Regions from separate parts of the Mus musculus genome. Here region 1 is linked to region 2. A link is a contact called in public HiChIP or PLAC-seq data. All regions are on one chromosome and are shown on one strand. The core of a region is the stretch at or near the end of the contact, and the rest is flanking DNA. Distances in the headings are between cores, read along the strand shown. Region 1 overlaps Fbln2 (fibulin 2). Region 2 holds the start of Hdac11 (histone deacetylase 11).

What was found. HiChIP or PLAC-seq counts read pairs in DNA pulled down with a chosen protein or histone mark.
Region 1: a contact with region 2 is called in an HNF4G HiChIP or PLAC-seq map of pancreatic cancer cells. The contact joins the enhancer-like site here to the promoter of Hdac11 in region 2. A contact is called at or near these places in 4 of 39 promoter capture datasets (embryonic stem cells, maxillary cranial neural crest and neural stem cells), 4 of 15 datasets of contacts at CTCF or cohesin (the NIH/3T3 cell line, embryonic stem cells, pro-B cells and 1 more), 14 of 484 Hi-C or Micro-C datasets (the AML12 cell line, the G1E-ER4 cell line, Sertoli cells and 3 more), 2 of 115 datasets of contacts at active chromatin or transcription factors (oligodendrocyte precursor cells and pancreatic cancer cells) and 3 of 9 other capture datasets (adipose tissue, embryonic stem cells and pancreatic islet).

What each region holds. Positions count from the first base shown.
Region 1 is chr6:91,227,858-91,234,693 of GRCm38.p6, reverse strand. It overlaps Fbln2 (fibulin 2), which reads right to left. Exons shown (of 18, transcript NM_007992.2): 2 at 343-1,631. The coding sequence starts at 1,618. Among named protein-coding and RNA genes, the nearest start is that of Fbln2, 19 kb to the right of the region's middle. Within about 2 kb of position 2,038, at least 7 of the 459 cell types and tissues checked have an H3K27ac peak or open chromatin away from gene starts, as enhancers often do. A contact at or near this core is called in pancreatic cancer cells, where this site is marked.
Region 2 is chr6:91,151,566-91,158,070 of GRCm38.p6, reverse strand. It overlaps Hdac11 (histone deacetylase 11), which reads right to left and starts at 1,256. Exons shown (of 10, transcript NM_144919.2): 1 at 1,224-1,256; 2 at 526-674. The coding sequence starts at 1,225.

The DNA.
Region 1 (6,836 bases), core at 789-3,288, 76 kb before region 2:
TACTAAGACACCCTTGGACTCCAGGAGGCAGGATTGGGCTCTATTCTGATGAAGAAAACCTTCTGTGCCTTTAGCCAGAGCCCACCAGAGGCCCTGTACCTCCTAGAACAAGGACCTCTCTGTGTCCCTGTCTCAGATCTCTGAGAGGGCAGCTGCTGAGACCTCCCCTGGCCCATGCCACGCTGTTTGAGGCTGGCAAGAGAGCAGCCATGGGAAACTATCAACTCGGACCACTTTGTCTCAGGCCTGAGAGATGGTAGCTGCGAGGAGCTAGCTAGGATAGTCAGCGACTATTCCTTCCAGGTTCGGTGGCCCTTCAGGAACACAGGAAATGGATCTTACCATCAAGATCACCTCTGGGGACAGAATGTACTGAGTTGGGGTCTATGTCTTCTTCTGCCCGGAATCGAGGTAGCAACTGTGGATGCTGGGGTATTTCTTCAGGTGTCTCTGGGGAGGGGGAGACCTGGGCTCGGTCAGGTGGCAGTGTAGATAGAGTGGGGTGATCGCTGGGCTTTACTGGGTCCTCTGAAGAGCTGTCAGTGGCCAGAGATGGACTGAGAGCAGCCAGGCCTGACCTTGGCAGAGGTGCAGCACCCTCCTGCATGACACTTCGAGGAGTGACCTGGGCATCAGGAATAAGGTTTTCCTCAGGCCCTGCCTTAGCTTCAGCCTCCTTCTCCTGGACAGGGAAACCAGGTCTGGCTGGGGATCTTGTGGGCAGGCTGTCCAGCCTTCCAGGACTGCCTGCTGTTGGTGGCTCAGTGACTAGTGTCTCCTCCTCTTCTTCTTCCTCATCCTCTTCAGTGTCCAATGTCACTCTCCTGGCTTTGGCCTGCACAGGTGCTGGGGGACCCAGGGCAGCAGCTGCTGTGGGTCTGGGAAGGGCAACTGGCCAGGGTGTTACTCTGATGGAGGACGGTGGCAGATTCCCTCCTCCCAGAGCAGCTGGGGGGCCCTCTGCACCTGCCTGGACCTCGTTCACAATGGCCGTAGTAGCTTCTGCCTCTGCCACCTCCTGGTCATAGCTGTAGGGGTCTTCATACTGCCTCTCAGAGTCACCCTCCTCAGCATCCGAGAAGTTCCCATGGCAACCAGGAAGCTGGTAGCAAATGAGCTCACCACCAGCGTCAGGACAGTGGCAAGCCCGGCAGGATGAGAGGTGGACGGTATGGCCAGCAGCATACTTACGGCCACTGTGGACACAGCCCACCTGGCCACACTGCGGGCAGCTGTCGGCTACTACTACAGCTTCAATGCAGTTGGGTGGTAGCTCAGGGCACAGCATGAACTGGCAGCTGATCTTGCCACCACCGGGTGGGCAGGAGCACTCGGTGCTGCCAAAGTCCACAAAGTAGGACTGGCCGGCTGGTACACGGCCATCCACAAACCCTCCTTGTACGCAGTCGTAGTACTGGTAGCCTTCGCAGGCACAGCCCTGCTGCACACAGGTAGCACAGCAGGCTCCTGGCTCCAACGCCTCCTCGATGCAGTTCTCCAGCAGGGGACACTCAGCACCTGTGCAATCCTGCCACGGGACGGCCATGCTTGGGCTCGGAGTCAGAGCTGTGACCAGAGCCAAGGCCAGCCACACTCCTGCAGATTCCTGGAGCAGCATGTCTCAGGAGTCCCTAGGAGAACAGAGAGGAAGCCTGTCACACTAAGGACATAGAGAGAGATGAGGTGTATGCCCCAACATGTCTACACATAGCACACACCATCTCTACCTCCAGGCATGCCTTCCTAACCCACACTCATACATCACTCAGCCCTGCTCTCTCTCACACAGACACATACGGGGAAGATATAGGAACAGGAGTGTGTGCACTCAGGAGATGAAGCAATGTGGCCTCTGGAATGGAATCTGTGTGCTCAGGGTGACTTGAACCTTCTGAACCATCTAGCCCACAGTCTCACACACAGGTAAAGCTAAGCGAGTACACATGAGTGCACACTCACTCAGCCTATCACTGTGGCCTCTCCATGCCCAGTCACCCAGACACACCCATGAGTCATCCTGCACACATACTGAAGACACAAATGGGGGCTCTCACACCACCAGTGCTTTCTGATGGTACCTGTCTGATGTGTGTGTGGGTGGGTGAGTCCACATCCGCACACAGCCGCCAGAACAGTTTTCCTCCTCCAGACACTGACTGTAGTCAGGGGGTGAAGTGAGGGATGCTGGGTAGGAACAGACCCCTTGCAGAGTGGCCCAAACATCCAACCTCGGGTTTACTGCACTCCCAGCCCTTAGACTTCAGAGCTCAAGATCATCTATCCCATGAGACCCTGGGATTTCAAGGTCAACCTGGGACGCTCCTGCCACCTCCTCGTGCCGAATCACTGTCTCTGTCCTGTCCATTGCCAAGACTGGCTCTCACTGCTCTGCTGCTCCACGCAACACCTCCCACCTGCCCAACCTGAGGCCCAGCCATCCATCTCCCCATCGTGCCTCCTTGACTCACTGGGACACCAGAGTGCTCTAGGAGCCACTTCCATACATACGGCCTATCTGGCTTGCAGGAGCCTCTCTCTTCACGCTATCCTCAAAGTCCTCCACAACCACTCATATGCCATCTTTCCACCAATCCTCCCTCCTGCAAAAGTTACAGGTCCCCACAGGCAGCGGGTGACTCAGCATCAGGGCAGCCCTCTGGACACCACAATCCCCAAATGGGGGCTCTCACACCACCAGTGCTTTCTGATGGTACCTATCTGATGTGTGTGTGTGTGTGTGTGTGTGTGTGTGCACACATCTTGGGGGGGGAAACACCCATGTGTGCACACGTGTGCATGTGTGAGCATGCCTGTTGCACATGTGGGTGATTACAAAGAACAACCTCAGATTTTATCCTCAGACACACTGTCTACCTCTTTTGAGACAGGGTCCCTCACTGACTGAGAGCTTGACAATTAGGTTAGCCTAGCTGGCCACTGAGCCCCAGGACTCCTTCCGTCTGGCTCTCCAGAGCTGCAGTTACAGGGACATAGCACTGAGCCCACGTGCTGGTGCCAGTCTTACTAACTGAGCAAGCCCAGCCCTGTTTTTTATCTTTCAGAAAATACAACGAAGTATCATCCCTAAACCTCAACATTTATCCTTTTTAAAAAATAATAATAATAAAGGATGATGTCTTTTCTATTTAGAGACAGATCTCACATTGTATTCACAGCTGTCCTTGAACCCGAGAGAATGTTCCTTCCTCAGCCTCCCAAGTACTGGGGTAGTAACAGGCCTGCACCGCCACGCCCTGCTCTCACGTCAAACATTAAGAAGATGCTAACTTCTCAAAGGTCTGAGGCAAGAAAGAGGAGTAAAGAGAGCGCTGAGCTTTCCAAAGAATGGATGTGCTTGAGTTGCCCAGCTCCCTCTGAGACCAGCAGGGTAAGCATGGTCTGTCAGCATGGCCCGAGCCCTGAAGGCAGCAATGGAATAATGCCAAGCTGGTCACTACCAGCTGGAGGTACCAGCTGCAGGCATCAGGGATCTGTGATGGACACATCCAGGGACTGGGGGTTTGTCAGCGTCAGCTAGTAAGATGGGCCACCTGGCTGACCTCCTGTGGGGCAAGTGGACCGTGCCACCAGACAGAAGAACTGGTAAGGTTGAGCAGGCTCAAACCCTGGGGAATCTCAGAATTGAGAATGGCAGGCAAGGAGCCAGCTCCCTGCCAAACTACCTGATCCGCAACACGTAACCATGACGCCCTACTGAGAAGACCATGACAATCGGTTACGGAGCACAAAAACCTGGAGTTCTCCATGCCAATGAGGTAGCTAGATAGACCTGAGTGTTTAGCCAATGAGCTTCCCTTCCTGGGCATTCCTTCCCACAAAAGGTATTTAATTCCTGGTTCAACCTTAGTAAGATGTATGCATTTACATCTGCCATCTACTAAAACAGTTTGGACGAGCAAACTGTTGATGAAGACCATCTCCTTCATCAAAGATCTCAGCAGGGGAGGGGGCTTCATTGTAAAGAGTCACACCTAAATCTCCTGGAAAAGGTCTTCTCTCTCTTCCACTCAGAACCAAACCAGATTCCACTCCCATCCCAGGCTCAGCCATCCCCTTCTTGCCTGGTAAGCAGAACCCTTGAGCAGTAGCTCAGACCACAGAGCACCCCTACCCCCATTCCCAACTCCCAGAGTCTGGGCATACAGGAGACTGGGAACCACAGTGTCCAACTCACTCTGCTGTTTCTCACCCAGGGAAACACGGACTGGGACCCCTATTAGGGACTGTGTTCTGCCTCCCCTGAGAGGCTTGCTGATGGCACTCGGGCACCCCACCAGCAAGCCAGACATGCAGCCTGGCAGCCTTCCAGGGCTGATGGCCCTGAGGGTAGATGGTTTGCTCCCACCTGTGCCAGGCACTCATGGCTCTTTAAAACAGTAAATAGAGAAATTGGGAAAGGTCTGGTTGTGAAGCCTGATACCTCTGTGAGCCAGGGAAGGTTTCTGAAGGTTTCGGGAGGTGGCATCTGACTGAGGCTGGATGACTTGCTGGAGGCTAAGTGCTTCAGGCTCTGGACAGCAAGTGCACAGGCTAGAGACAGGAGCAGTGGGAGGCAGATGAGGAAGTTGGATGGGAGAGGGAGCCTTGGGGGGCCTGGCAACAGGTGAGCATGGGAGAGTGGCGAAAGAAGGCCAGGTTTTTCTTGCTGAGTGACATATGGGGTGCTGGCAGCCCAGGGGCCTGACAACCTGTGGCTGCTCTGTGCTGAGGGCAGCAAAGATCTGGACAGAGCAGGAAGTGTGGAATACAGGAGAGAACAAGACTGAGGGGTGGGGATGGGAGGTGAGGGGTAGGGTGGAAGGCTGTTCCTGTGAAGATCAAGTCTACGGAGTTTGTGGACAGACAGGATCTGGTCAGGCAGGGAATGGAGCAAGAGTTCTGGAAGCCTAGAAGGATCAACAGATGGAGGTCCATGCATATACTGGGGGATGTGAAGGATTGGACTAGGCAGGATTTGGGAAGTCAGGAAGCATACATACCATAAAGATAACAGTGGAGGAAGGAGCCTGTGCCCATGCCAAGTACAGAATCTGAAGGATCTTTGGCGCTCTGAGAGTTCACCCCAACTGACTAAATCCTGTACCCCTCCAGAAGGTGTCAGAGGAGGAAGGGGAAGGAAGGGAGATCCAAGCAGCCTCCACAAATGTCCAGTGAACTCCACAGGCCTCCGGAGGCCTTCACAAGACTTCTCAGTTGGCTCTTACCATGCATGGATGCAGTGTTTCAGAGTAAGGTCTCGGCCACACCTAGCTGGGGTGTCCCAGAGTTTCCCTGTGAGTCCCACCCTCCAGAGATGAAGTGCAGACAGGACATATGCTAGAGCAGCATCATATGAGGACAACTCCATCCCGTGTGCCCTGAAGCTACCACACTACATGGCACACACTCCACTATATGCAGCTGGCAAACACTCCACACCCAGGGAGCACTGAGCTGGTCTGTGGGATGAAGGTACCGCTGTGTGAGTTGAGTTACTGTCTGGCTGTCTATCTCAAGCTGTGCTGGTCTGTGCCAGAGAGACTGGACTTGGCTGCAACCCCATCTTGGTTCTCCAGCTTTCTGTTCAGTCAAAGGGAGGAGCAGAGAGGCTGGGGCGTGTCTACTCCTCATTTTTCCCCTCCTTCCCTCTGGGATATCGTGGCTCCTTTCCCCAGGGCCACAACTTCAGCTTCCCAACTCTCCCTCCTCCTTCATAGCTATGGTTGGTTCCACCTGGCTGCCCCTCGTCCTCCAGACCCAGGTAGCCACAGCTCCATTTTTGTCCTGCCTGCAGCCTGAGAGCCACATCCTTTGATGGACCCCACGGCATGGAAAGCAGGACCCAGTGAACCTTCAAAGTGGACAGCTAAGTGGAAAGGGTAGGAAAAAGACCAGAAATAGTCACTGCAGCAGCCCAACATGTACAAAGCAAGCGTGTTCCAGTGGCAGTAAGACACATGCTCAGGGAGCTGGGGGCTGGGCCAGCCTTGCTTGTTTCCCGAGCACGAGGACCTCAGTTTGGTTCCCAGGTCCCACCTGAGAATCTGGGTGCAGTCACACACGCCTGCAATCCCAGCACTGGGGAAGAGGAGACAGGGGGTCCCTGGCCAGCCATCCCAGCTGAAATCAGTGAGCTCCAAGTTCAGTGGGAAATTGTGTCTCAAAAAGTAACGTGGAGAAAGAGGAAGACACCAACACTGACCTCTGACCTCCAGACACATCCACACTTACAAATGTGCACATTCATATACCACATGGACACACAACATTTTAAAAAAATTTTTGGACAATGCATGCCTTGACTTTACCATGCACAGGGCCTTATGGGTAAGGAGCCCACTCAGCAAAGTTTTCTCTCCAAGGGCATGCAGTGGAGACACTCTCTCCACACCCTTCTCACACAGGCCCCTGGGTGAGCAAGGTGATCAAGAAGAGCAGGCCTCTGCCATACCAATCACAGTGCTCCAGGACTTCTGCTGGTCTCTGTAACTGAACGCACCTCCTCCTTATGTCCTCACTGTTCCCTGACCCTCTACAGACCACAGTCCTCCAGTGAAGTGATTAACAGGTTAACCTATGCACTGTGTACAACTCTGAGCTGGCAAGGACGTTGGAAGGTCACAGTGTCCCCAGGAAGACATACTGTTGCTGCCATTGTAAAAGTGGGATCTGCCCCCAAGGAGAGCAATGGCCACTCTATGGCAGACCCCAGCAATCCCCCCTATCATCTGGAAGAGCATCCCTGGATCCCCAGGGGCTGCCTGAGACCTCGAACTTCTATCATCTGGGAATGCACCCCTGGATCCCTAGAGGGTGCCTAGGAATGCATCCCTGGA
Region 2 (6,505 bases), core at 7-2,506:
CATCCCAGCCTTATACCAACACCACACATCACCTGTGTGCTTTCTAGTCCATGACTTCCTTTGGATGTTCAGGCAGGTCCCTACAGCGGAGGGGGAAGCTGTACCACCTGCCGTAGATAGGAGGTCCCCCGAGGAATGAAAACAAACCCAACAGAAACAGCTATGTTATTAATGTCTAATTTGATCCTATTTTTTGCACGATGCAGACCTGGGAGCTTGCTCTAGATTTTTAGGAAGGGAGATAGGGATCTAACTGGAGGGAATACAAGACAGGTCCCATCTTGCTTAGTAGCCTGCCTGGAAAGACCCTTTAACAGCAAGGCAGAAGGCAGTAGGCAGTCTGGGGGCTGAAATCAGGTAAGGATGGAATGAACACAGGGATGGAGGAGGCAGATGTAGGTCTGAGGGGGTGATGAGGATAGGGAGAAGGAAAAAATGGAGAAGGTCGATGCAGGTCTGAGGAGGTAGTATGGATAGGGAAATGGAGGAGACACGTGCTAGTCTGGGGGGGGGGGCGGCTCTTACCTTTCAGGAAGTTGATCACCTTGCCCCATTTCCCAGCATCAAAGGGGTGCAGCTTCTCCAGGCCCATGAAGGTGATGTTGTAACGTGGTGAGTACACGATGGGCCAGCGTTTCTCTGGTACATGCTGGTACAGCTGTGTTGCGTGAGGCCTTCAACGTGCAAAAGAGACACACATATGGACAACAGCCTCCTTGTGGAAAGCAGTGTTCCCCTCCCCACTCACACCAGGTCACTTAACAACCAACAGGAATGAAAACAGCTCCTTCCTGAACCCTGGCTGGCTTTGATTAAATCAGCTTCCAACACAGTCCTAACAGCGGCTCTGGGGACCAGGTGTGCCCAAGGTCACATGCCAGTGCCAGGTGTATTCAGGAGTACTGGTGCCAAGGCCCAAGGCCTGCACGGGGGAAGGCGGGGTGTATGGTGTAGGGGCTGGAATGTGGCTGTCTCACGAGTTAGCTCACACATCTGTGAAGCTGGGAACAAAATGCGCTGGGGCGGGGGGAGGGGAGGTGAGTAGACCGCGACTGCAGGAGGCTGTGCCCTCCTCGCAGCCCTGCAGCCCACCGCGGTGCCCTGCAAAGGGGAGAACCACCGTTCGTCCGCACGGTCACCCAGCCCGCCCCCAGCTGTCCCGCCGTGCCCATGGGAATCCCCAGAACCCATGCTTGGCCCCACGCGCGACCCCGCACACTCACATCCCGCAGCCGGCCCTGCCTGCTCTGGACGCCACTCCGCACCGGGAGGGGTGGGAGGGGTGCAAGAGGCAGGGCCTACGCAGAACACACGCCTCCATGGCGCTGGGAGCTGGAGGTGGAGCTCTGGCCTGCAGCTGCGTCACAGACGACCGGACCGGCGCCGGCCAAGGAGAAGCACCCAATGGAGTGCCGCCTGGAGGGCGTGGTCATGCGCAGCTCCGCCCGCATTCCCAGGGTAGAAATAATCAGACACTTGGTTAGGTGATGTGACCACGGGCTTCTCTGCACTATGTGGTGGTCTGTTCTGGGCATACCAGCCCAGCTATATGTTCTTTCCTGCGGTGCATCCCTGCATTCCTGTACCATCTGTGGCTATTTCACCATGGTATAAACAGTCCCCCACTTATAAAATGCCTTGAACCTGTTTCCCTATTGTAGAACAGGTCTGGTGATCCTATTTTTAGGGTCCAGTCGTGAATATCTGAACGTATCTCCTGTCTCCATTCCCCCTACACCCTGACCCTGGAAGCTGACCGACAGCTGGGGCCCCAACAATGGAGGCCAGAAGAAGAGACAATAGGCCCCTGTTGACCCAGCTGTCTTCATCAACCAAACAGAAGCAGCTGACCAGAGAAGCAGCCAGGAACTAATATGGCAGCTGGGAGCCCAGGGGCCACAGGGTCATGTGAAGGGAATGGGCAACGTTTTTTTTTTTTTTGTTGTTGTTGTTTTGTTTTGTTAGGGCATGAGGTAGCATGTCACAGTGAAGATCAAAAGTCAGCTCTGGTCAGACAAGTTTTTCCCTCCACCTTTGTGTAGGTTCTAAGGATTGAACTCGAACTCTCTGGCATGAACACCAACAATATGTATCTGCCAGCCAAGTCTGATCGTTGTCTGACAGTTTGGAAGAATGCCTCTGATGTGCCTACTGCTAGGTAATTTTCAGAAAACAGGACATAAATTCTGAAAGATGCTGAGAAAAACTGCCCCTAGGAGTGTGAGCTCAGTCAGGAGTTACTGCCCCAGCCATGGGTAGTGGGGCTGACCCAGAGGAGACACTGCCTTCAGTTCAGAGGACAAAAGGCAATTTCTTGTTCTTAGTGGTTTGGGAGCGTTCCCATATCATGTGGCCTAGCCTATGTGTTAGGAGTTACAGACTTTGAACCATCGTAGATAAGACAGTGGCATTATGATTTAAAGTTGCTATAGACTTGGGCAGTTAGAAGAAATAGCATTTGCTTATTACAAACCGGGAGGGGAGTCTTCCTGATTCCTTTGGTATAATGAAGTTTGAGCCTATATTCAGCCCAGCCTGGGCTATCTGCCAGCACCCTGGTCTTGGAAGGTTGAATCTGTTTGCTGGGCTTTCAGCGCTAGGAGATGATGTTGACTGTGTACCTTCTGGGGAAGCTGAGAGACTCCAAAGATAACATCAGCTCTTACTGAGTGCCTGTCATTAAGACAGAGCTAAGCCAGTCCCCAGAGCCTCATTCACAATGAACTCTAAACACCCTGGAAGGCAAGTTTTATACAAGAGAAACTGAGGCAGAAAGGAAGAAAGAAAGAAAGAAAGAAAGAAAGAAAGAAAGAAAGAAAGGAAGGAAGGTGAAATCACTTGCCCAAATATTAGGGGTGTGAATAAGTGTGCAAAACTTAGGACAAAAACACACAGAGAGACACAAACATATTAGACTGCCAGAGAGGCTGGTCTCATCTCGGGGGACTTGTTCTGAGGCTTAGGAAGCTGCACACGTGAACGTCAGGCTGGGAGAAGGAGTCAGAGCACGCAGCTAGGAGCTGAGGCCCAAGAGAGCAGATTTAGTCTGAGAGTGTGAACTAAGTTTGGTTTCTGTGGCTAAGGAGAAGGGAGGAGCACTGGAGATTGTCAATCCCTTCAGACACTCACAGCAGGCTGACCCACCTGTCTGCATGGTCACAGGTGTGAGAATAAGCTGTGTGATTTGAGAGGTTCAATTTGGGGGTCTCTTGGTTGCAGCATTCTAGCACATCTGTTAAGACTCAGCAACAGGGTCACAGCTGTGCATACAGTCGACAAAGCAGGAAGCCCCAGCCAAGCCCAAGGGTTAGTGGGCGAAAACAAGCATTTACTTTTCAAAATACATATTGGTTTTTGCCTTTATGTTTGTCTATGTACCACGTGTATGCAATGTCCACGGAAGCCAGAAAAGAGCATCAGATCCCCTGGAATTGAAGTTACAGATAATTGTTAGCCATCATGTGAATGCTAGGAACTGAACTCCAGGTCTTCTGCAAGAGCAACAAAGTGCTCTTAACCACCAAGTCCTCCAGCTCTCAGGAGGGGCACATCTTTAAAAAGGATACAAAAATCATAATTTCTACACGTTGTATTATTGCAAAGTGTACAAGCTGAGGCTCTGAGGCCCAGGTTCACAGGAGTCACGGAAGGCTCCTTCAGAGAGGTGGCTTTTCACTTTAAGCAATGTATTTTTACAATGTCATCATGATAAGACACTGACTTACTGAACATTTATATTTATTATCCTTTCGCTTTCACACCATTCATATTATCTCAATTAAAAGTGAGCAAGAGATGCAGATATAGCTCTGTGGTATGGTAGAGCACTGGACTTAGCTCTGGGCTTGATACCAGCAACAGCACCACCACCACCACTACAACCGCCCCTTCAATCTGAGTACAGAATTTTCTGTGCAATATATAAGAGGTAGGGATTGCAGGGGCTTCCATACGGAGCTTTCTGACAGCCGCCAAACTCAAACAAGGCTTAAGGCACTGTTGATTGACAGCCTGCCCGCCCCAGACTGAACTGACAAGAGCGCCAGATACACCTGAGGCAGGGAAGCAGGCTGCAGATCCTCAAGGATCACACTGTTGCCTTAGCAACATCACCATAGCAACGGCAGCAACGATTGGCTCTTGGACATTGCCGCAGTTTCTGGTGCAAAGGTGATCAGAGCATTTCTATAGCAACCAGAAACTGAGGGAGCTAGGTTTGACAGCTCAGTGCCCACTTCCTTAACATCATGGTGAGGGACGTGGGACCTGTCGACCTAATTAAGAACATCTTCAAGTATGGGAAGGGTTTCTCTTTCTCCTCGCCTGGTTGATAGCTGTACCCTGATTGGCCCCCGTTGTGTATCTTATTTGCGTGTACATGCATTCAGCCAATTGGAGCTCAGTTGGCCCTGTTGCTGTGTGGAGGAACTCTGGAGGGGCTAGTTTCTCCTTGAAGCACTTCTCAGAGTAAAAAGGCTGGTTTCTAGAGGACTCCCACTCACTCCAGCAGGGGCCTGGCATCGGATGCTCTTTGAAGAAGGAAGGCCAATTTGAGGAATTGCCAAACGTTGGGGACCCACAGAGCCTGAGACTCAGCCTCCAAGACACCACACCTGGGTTAGCATAGGAGCATTTGGTTCCCGCAGCTGCCTCCTGCCTCCAAGAAACCTGCAGCTGTCAGTGGTGGCCGGTGGCCTCCTTTAGGCAGGCTGCCTTCGTGATAGAATGGCACTCCTAAGACTCTCTAAAAGCTTCCTGTTTGTACCACTTGCCGACCACCTCAACTGTCCCTCAGTGGGTACCTCGGAGGCTGCTGAGAACACAGAATTGCAGCATAGCTCTCCTTGGATGGCATCTTGCTGCTACTGAGGATCCCAAGCTCTTTATTTTCTTGTTTAAATTGTTACTTTTCTGTGGAAGAGCCTTCAGAAAGGCTTCCTTAACTTGTGTTGAGCTTAGTGGCTGTCCCCACTTGGTTATGCATCCTCCCACTCATCCATTCTCATAGCACTTTGCTATTCAGAGAAACCAACCTGGCATGGCCTCCAAAAGAGGCAGGAGAAGAATAGGGTGGGAAGAGCCTAGACCCTAAGAGGCAGCCTCTGCCCCTTAGAGCCCACCATCACCCTTGCCTGTGCACCTCATCCTGTCCTACCCGATCTTCCTGCCTATTCTTGAGGAGGGGGAAGCAAGGCTGAGAGAGTGGGGGTATAGGCTTGAATTCCAGTCCCCTGGAGAATACACCAGCCACTTCTTACTGACTCCCTTCTGTTATGGTTTATCTTAGCTGTCAATCTCACTGAATCTTGAAAAGACTCACCTCTGAGAGGGTTAATAAGAAAGGCTAACAGAGGCGGAGAAAGTTCTACCAGAGTAGATGGAACTTTCTAAAGCAGCCTAAATATAAGGAGGTCCAAAGGAAAAAAGCTGACATTTTTTTTAACATTTCTTGCCCCCCCCCCCCGTGTGTGTGATGGGGGGAGAGAGGGAGAGAATATCCATGTTAGAGAATATGTATGCAGGTCAGAGAACAACTTACAGGAATCAGTTCTTTCCATGTGGGTGTCAAAGATCAAACTTAGGGCATGAGACTTAGTGGTAAATGCCTTTACCCACTGAGCCAACTCACGAGCCAAAGCTCTGGGGGTTTTGTCTGCTGGTCTTCCCCTCTTGTTTGTTAGTGTGTCTAACCTGCAGCTGCTGCCCCTGCTGCCACCGCTACCGCTGTCCTTCACTGACATCAGAACCAGCTTCTTTAGCCTCCCAGTGTGGGCTGAGAAGCAGAAGCTCTCTGTACTCCTCGAGGCCTTTGGCATCAGATTGAGACTGCTGAGGCTCCTGGCTTCAGGGACTGAGCAGTTCCTGTTCTAGCTTTGCCACAGCCAGAACTACCCATCCCAGATTGTGTAAACAAGTTTAGCAAATCTTCTTTGTGATGTACGTTCATGTTAACTGTGCCCCCTCCCCACTGTAACAGGAGCTCACATCACATGCTATCGTCACCTAAGACACATCTCTGCAAACCTTTGCTCAGCAGTGGCTCCTCTACTTTGTAACCGCTGACATTCTCCCAGGTGCATGCCGTGTCCCACAGTGACCTGAGTTTATCTCCAGCTCCCGGGCTCCTCCACACCCCGGTGGGTCCTGCAGACTGAGAGATCCAGAGGACCAGCTAGAAATTTTCTTTCTGGTTAAATGATCCTATGAAGATGGCATCATTTTATACCTTTGTCAGCAGCACAGAAGCCTGTCTATCTGCACGTTTACAGATGTTGACAGTCTGAGAACTGAAGTTATATCTCAGTGGGTGTTTAGCATAGCAAGTTGTATAGTGTGCACATTGCCTTCAGTATTATCAAGGACTTGATGCTGCCCAAATCCATGGAGGCCTGAGCCTGTTCTATGCAGGGATGTGGGGTTTACATACACAAAGCCTTCTGTGTAGATTACTTAACCCAATGTAATCTTAATTTTAACTTAAATTTGGGATAGTGTCTCATGTAAC